Regions from separate parts of the Mus musculus genome. Here region 1 is linked to region 2. A link is a contact called in public Hi-C data. All regions are on one chromosome and are shown on one strand. The core of a region is the stretch at or near the end of the contact, and the rest is flanking DNA. Distances in the headings are between cores, read along the strand shown. Region 1 has its middle 20 kb from the start of Rubcnl. Region 2 overlaps Lrch1 (leucine-rich repeats and calponin homology (CH) domain containing 1).

Region 1 (3,528 bases), core at 246-2,745, 120 kb before region 2:
ACTGAGCTTTCTCAATTCATCTTCGTTAAGTAAGTGATCAGTCATGTGTGTGGAAGCCCTTGCGTTCATTCCCGCAGACTCTCAGAGCCAATAGCCATAATCTGGGCTGCTTAAAATAGCAGAGCTGTCTTCTCTCCAGTTCTGGTGGGGGTGGGGCTGGAATCCAGGTACCGGGCAGGGTTGGCTTACTCGAGGACACTCTGGGAGAGAATCTGCTCCATGCCTCAGTCCTAGACTCTTGTGGTCGCCAATAGTATTGAGTAATCCCTGCCTTTAGAAGCCATCAATTTCCATCTTTAACTTCATATCTCATCTTTGTGGAGATCTGGATAAGATTGGGCCCCATAGGCTCATAGGTTAGCATGCGTAGTGCCCAGGGATGAACTGTTTTGGAAAGATTAGGAGGCATGGCCTTGTTGGAGGAGGTGTGTCTGGGGGGTGGGCTTTGCCTACTCTTTCTGCCTGCTGCCTGTGGGTCGGTATATAAAGCTCTCAGCTACTGCTCCAGTGCCGTGTCTACCTGCTCCCACCATGACCACAGGCTAATCCTCTAAAGCTGCAAGCAAGGCCCGAGTTAAATGCTTTCTTTAATAAGAGTTGCCTCGATTGTGGAGTCTCTTCACGCCAATAGGAAATAACTAAGATAGTCTTCCTCCCTAACATGTGTCTCTGTGTCCAAATCCACCCCTCCCCACCCCTCCTCTTCCTTCTGGTCCCCTCCTCTGTGATTTGCTCCCAGCTTGTTTTTGTTGTTTCTACAGTCCAGGGTGGCCTCAGCCCTTTCTCATGTGGGGATTACTGGCATATACTAGCATGCCAATCTTCAAATTTCTCTTTAAGGACCACTGTCACTGAGTATACCCTAAAGTAGCATGGCACGATCACAACTTGATTACATCCGCAAAACCTCTCTTTCCAAATAAGGTCCTGACCAAAACTGGGTGGGTTTAGAACTTCAGCATGTGGAGGTGGAGACAGCTTAACCCACAGTGTCATCAAAAGGGCAGGAAGAACCAGTGGCCTCTGGGTGGAGACTGCTGGGCAGGGAAGGAATCCTGTGCTCCTTCCAGCCTTGTTCCTGCTTTCACTGATTGTGTTTGTGTTAGTAGTACTTCTGGAACACTCCCCTAAAGAACATCTCTTTGTTTGCAGCTTATCTTCACACACCCAAATTTCTTACTGTGCAGCTATAACTTATGGTCTTTGAGGAGACATGAAAAACACTTCTGTAGCAGCTAGTGATTATGCGACATCTCTCTTCTACTCAAGGCTTTGAGCTCTGGTCACTTCACCCTTTCTCCAGCTTCTACTCAAGCAGACCTTGTTTTTTTTTTAACTCACTGACATAGAGTGGTTAGTGCTAAAACCACACATCCTGGGGGGGCACAGGGACACATGGCCTTCCTGACTCTCACTGGCCTCTCTAGCCTGCCTGCTTGCTTGTCTCCTGTTCTCTGTTGGCAGAGAGCAGTGTGACACATTTACAGCTTCACTAAAACCGTGGGATGTCCCAGCTTGTCTTTATCCAAGCCCAACACGTGGAATTACTCAGAGTGTGGTTTTGTGCTTTGGTAAAGTCAAAAGAAATGTTCTGTTCTGTAGAGCCACACCTAACTGCCCACACTGTGGTCTGAGGAAATCATGAACCTCAGGATGACACAGCTGAGATCTGGGGTGGCCTTACTTTGAGCTGGGCTCGAACATAAATCTGCGCGCCCATTCCTAGCCCCAGCTCTTCGATAAGCCTGTATTGAGTTGTCTCTGCTGCCTCTCTCCTGCACTCTGTTCTGCCACAGGCAGGGTGGGGTCCCCACACCTGTGTGGAGAGGCTTTCCGAAGACTGTCAGAGCGTTGGCATGACCAGCTTTTAGAGACGACGCCCAGTAGAATGGATGACATTTAAAAGCCTGTTCACAGTGAGGTTTGGAGAAGATGGAGGACTGGATCACTCAAGCATTGCTGCACTTTGCTTGGTTTTACACACACACACACACACACACACACACACACACACCCCACATACACACATACATGCACACTCACATACACAAACACATACATATACACACATATATATACACACACACACACATACACAAACACATACACTCACACCTTTTTAAAAACTCACTTGGCAACCTCATTATTTTATTGCAGGTGCTATGCTCACATGCCACTCTCTAAACAATGCACCTAGCAACCGCTGATCTCCACCTGCATTGAGACACACACGCGCACACACACACACACCATTTTCTAAGTAATGATATACATATTTCCAGCCTTAACAATCAAATCTAGATTGTTCCTATTCTAATGTGTTCCCAATGTGTCTGGGTAGGGAGAACAGGAAGGCTGACCCTATTGGTTTGGGTCTAAATTGTTTTGGGGAGCCCACTCAACAAAGCGACCCGTCTTTCAAGTGAATTTTTAGGGACAATCCCTTATCTACCATCCAATGCCTATGTATAAAACTAGGCATGCTTAGGATTAAAATCAGATATATTATGGGAAGAAAGTTGCGCAGTAGAAAAACGATTGCATCACCTATCAACCAAAACAGAAAACCATAGAAACCATGCCCCATACTACCAAACTCCTCCTCCTTCTGAACCAAATAAAAGGAAAACCCAAACCATAGCCAGGCCCTTGAGTTCCTTCACTCACAGGGCCCACGATCCATCTTGACTGTGCCCATTGTAATCTGTACAATCATTTCACTCAGGGTAACGTTAGCTCACTACTTTGCAAATCACAAAATAATCCTCCTTCATATTATCTCTGCCTTTCCATGCAGCCACATGAGATTTGTGGCCAACTTAACTTTAGTTTGCCTGATAGTTTCTTAAATATTTTATGACACGTACTTATTTAATCAGTTACTATGTGCACTTTGAGTTTCTTCAAAAAGACAAAGTCTCCCAGAGTGTGGCTGTGGAGTAAGACTCCGAAGTACAATAATGAAGACATACCCTCCCTAGCTGATGTCTAAATACATCTTCTGCTCCTTGTGGGAGACACTAGCATGTGTCTGTCTTAAGTTCCACTCTTTTACTAAGTTAGAGGTTGTCATCAGTTGTGGGGCAAGTAGAACTGTGTCACCAGACAAAAACCGGGAAGGGTGAGCGAATTCAGAAACCCTGGTACTTCATGTATCTGAGAATGGTAGGAGTTTCATCTACTCTGATCCGGTTCCTGTCCTGGAACACATGACCAAAACACCCCACATGAAGAGCGTGACCACTAGTTGTCCTGTAGCATAGAGCCCAGTTCTCCGTGCTAATGAGGTATCTGGATGGACCAGCCTGAGAGCTTAGCCAATAAGCTTCCCTTCCTGGACATCCCTTCCTGCAGAAGGTATTTAATCTCTGGTCCACACTGAGTAAGTCATCTGCACCCACTTTCCATGATGAACAATGAATAAACAGTTTAGACAAACAAAGACTGTCTCTTTCATCAAGAACCGCTGTGGGAAGAAGCCTTCATCATACAGAGCCTCGCTAGCAGAAGGTTCCTCTGCCCTCCTCA
Region 2 (3,412 bases), core at 910-3,409:
CACTGAAGCAATGGCGTGCTCCCAAGGGCTAAATAAAGTTCTCTTTCTAGGTTTTCCTTTCCTTGGCAGGATTTGAGCCCGTGGGATATCTTTGAGTCGTCTGCCATTATTTTTTTTTTATAATCCATACTATTAATTTTTTTTCTCTTTATTACTTGTCTCTATTCCAGCCTCAGGCTCACAGTGACATGACTTTGGGTGGTGCGGGGTTGGGGTCAACCACTTTAACCATGTTGCTGTGCAGCTACAGAGCCAGTTAAACAGTAGAAGCAGAGTGACAACAGCTGGCTTCATAGAATTTCTCCTGTACAGTATGGAAAGCATAGCTTGATTTATTGGTTGGCCTTTATTTTTTGAGACAGGGTCTTATGCAACCCAGGCTGACCTAGAAATCAGTTTGTAGTCAAGGCTGCCTTTGATCCTCCTGCCTTTACTTCCCAAGGGTTGGGTATTGTAGGTGTATACCACTATGTCTTTAATATACTAAAATATGAGGGACTACTTGATGAAAGGAAAGAGGCTACAAGAAAAAATAGGAAGGGGATGGTGGGATGTTTTCCAGGTGAAAGTGATTGCCATGCAAATAATATAATAATAATAATAATAATAATAATAAATAAAAAAGTTAGAAAGAACGGCTATAAGCTGGTGTTAGCTACAAAATGTGTAGGGCAGTAAGTGCCTAAGGCACGGGCTGCACAGGCTCAGCTGTGACCCTGTAGACTTTGGAGTCACGTGGAGGGTCTGTTCAGCTTCCTAGTACCCATCACTACCAGAAAGAGTCTAATGTTTGGTCATGAGTGCATGACTGTGCCATGGTGGCTTCAGCACTCTGCTGCCCCCAGCCCCTTATGACCACTCCAACTCACCATGGAAATGCCCTGGAGCAGGACATGGGACACAGGACACAGCGTTGCTACAGCTGAAGTTTATAAAGCATCCCCTGGACTAGCCATCTTGAAAGTGTCACAAATCATCTTTCTTTTTTTTTTTTTTAATTTTTGTTCTGAATTTGACAGTGCCTGGGAAATCTCTCTGAACTCTAGGCACCCAGCCCTGTGGGCATGCATCTTGTGCCCCGTGTGCTGAGCAAAAATTAAAAGAACCACATTTATAATGCTGCTAACCAACGGCATGGTTAAGGCCTCTAATTGGCTGGCCGAAGTTGGCAATGCTCCACTCACTGGAGCCCCTTGTAATTAAACTTTGGTTCTGTTTTTAGGACTATCCTCAGCAGAGTAGGACCTAGCATTCGAGCTCAGTGGAGTCTCAGCCTTGGTGAAGGGCAGGCTGTACTGGAACTCATGGACTAAGGAAATGATCCTGTGCCTGTGAGTCCAAGAAGAACATTGACCAATCAGTTATATAGCAAGAGGAGAGCTAAGGCTCCTTTACAGCAGGGCCATCTGGATCCGAGGTGCATCTTTCTTATTTTATAAGACCTGCGAGGTAAGAAGTCAAAGTGCTTACTTGCTCCTGAAGCTCAGAGTTTGGTAAAAGTGCTACCACGAGGCCAGTTCTGATTTCCCTTTTAGTTTCATGTTCATTGAGCCACTGGCCTGGGAACCGGCATGGCTTATGCGATGGGAATGAGACTCCATATTGACGCTTTGCATTCTGGGAGAGGTGCGTTTGACTTTCTCCCTGCTGTGAAATGCAGTTAGGTTGATCCTAGGACAAAGCATGGATCCTAGGCAGCAAAGCATGGATTGACACAGCAACGGCAGAGTGGAAAGCATTTGTCATCTCTTTGTGGTGAGCTCAGACTTCATAGAGCTCTGGTTTTCCCACCCTGTGCTTCTTTTGCAGTTCTACCCTTGTCCCCCTCATACCTTGTACCCCCACTCCCTAGTTCTGCCTGAAGGGAGAATGTCCTCCCCAGATCTGGGACTCACATTTGTCTGAAGGCCACAGGGAGAATCCACGATTGGCCCCTCCTTCCTCCTTCCTCCCTCCTCCCTCCTCCCTCCTCCCTCCTCCCTCCTCCCTCTGAACTCTATTTAGACTTACAGGAAAAGATTTGTGGCTTTTTGCAAGCTTTCAACTCTGAGGTATTTTGGAAAACTGTAATTTTGTTTGTTCCCTGCTGTATGCTGTGGCTTCTTCAGATACGAGTGTGATTATTTTCTGCATCCTTTCCATAGCAAACATTTCTCCCTTGACTCCAGGCTCCAAAAGTAGGCTCTGGAATGCATCCGTCCCACAGACCCTGCTCCTTGGCAGTGGCTGTCTCCACAGTCAACAAGCTGGCTGCTCTGCTTGGGCTGCCTCTCCAGGTGCCTCTTGGTCTTGCTCGGGCACTTGGCCTCCACATGCTCGGCAGTCAGACGTGCCCAGTGTGTGGCAGATTCCCTGGAAGCCATGAATTACTGCTGAGTTATTATGAAACTTAATTTGATGATAATGAGGTAGTTCTGGGTAATAGCACTTTGGGTGGATTTTACCCATAAATCAGTAATTTGTGGGAGACCATTAGCGAGTGGCAGGGATTCTCATGGTGGACTGTTGGATTACTGGGTTTGGATCCTAGAGTTTTCACACACCCCCTGCACCCCTAGGAATTTTATAGTTTCTAAACTGCTAAAATTTTAGTCTGCTTGGAATTTATTTTGGTATAAGAAACCGATTTTGGATCTAGCTATTCTTTTCAAGCATTTAAAAAAAATGTGTGTTAGAATATACATGACATTAAATATAGCACTTTAAGCATTTGTGGCTATGTGTAGTGTATATGTGATGGATATGTGCATATGTGAGCACATGTGTGTGTAGAAGTTAGGGGTTGGCACTGTTTTCCTCAGCCCTTTATTTTATTTTGTTTTATTTTATTTTATTTTATTTTGAGATAGGATGGCTCACTGAACCTGGAGTTCACTGCTTACTGAGACTAGCTGGAGACCTGCCTATTTCTGCATCCCCTGCTCTGGGATTTCAGGCATCTACCATGGTGCCAGCTTCCCCTTGAGTATTGGCTATTCCATTTGGAGTCCTCATGCTGACTATACAGCGCTTTACAGGCTGAGCTATCTTTCCATCCCCCACTTTACACATTTTTATTTATGTGTAGAGTTCGATGGCGTTCAGTACATTTATAACTTTTTGACCTTTAAGCTGTGCCCTAGAAGCCAAGTTATTTTAACATTCCATGTCCCACTTTCCTTTTTGTAAGTAAGGGGAAACACCCTACTAAGTTTTTCTTAGTGGAGGTTGACCTTGAACTCACCATCTTCCCGTCTTTGCTGTGTGAGTACTGGGATTGCAGGAGTGTGCCAATGAGCCTGGCAAGGTTGTCTGTAAATGAGATTGAGAATTAGGAAAGCTTTTTTGTTCATCAGGCTGTGCGGTGAGTGCTCAGCAATGGTGGGGGCTAAAAAGGCTCACAGGGACAGCCAGGGCTGCTCAGAGGAACCCT

What was found. A called contact is a pair of places that touch in the nucleus more often than the background predicts.
Region 1: a Hi-C map of Th1 cells shows a contact between it and region 2, with 2.3 times the contacts expected there. The contact joins two enhancer-like sites. A contact is called at or near these places in 9 of 484 Hi-C or Micro-C datasets (B cells, the C2C12 cell line, CD8 T cells and 6 more) and 3 of 9 other capture datasets (adipose tissue, liver and pancreatic islet).

The regions. Positions count from the first base shown.
Region 1 is chr14:74,994,733-74,998,260 of GRCm38.p6, reverse strand. No RefSeq gene overlaps it. Among named protein-coding and RNA genes, the nearest start is that of Rubcnl, 20 kb to the left of the region's middle. Within about 2 kb of position 1,495, at least 75 of the 459 cell types and tissues checked have an H3K27ac peak or open chromatin away from gene starts, as enhancers often do. A contact at or near this core is called in the C2C12 cell line and Th1 cells, where this site is marked.
Region 2 is chr14:74,876,253-74,879,664 of GRCm38.p6, reverse strand. The region is part of intron 1 of Lrch1 (leucine-rich repeats and calponin homology (CH) domain containing 1); the gene reads left to right. Among named protein-coding and RNA genes, the nearest start is that of Gm10847, 44 kb to the left of the region's middle. Within about 2 kb of position 2,159, at least 25 of the 459 cell types and tissues checked have an H3K27ac peak or open chromatin away from gene starts, as enhancers often do. A contact at or near this core is called in the C2C12 cell line and Th1 cells, where this site is marked.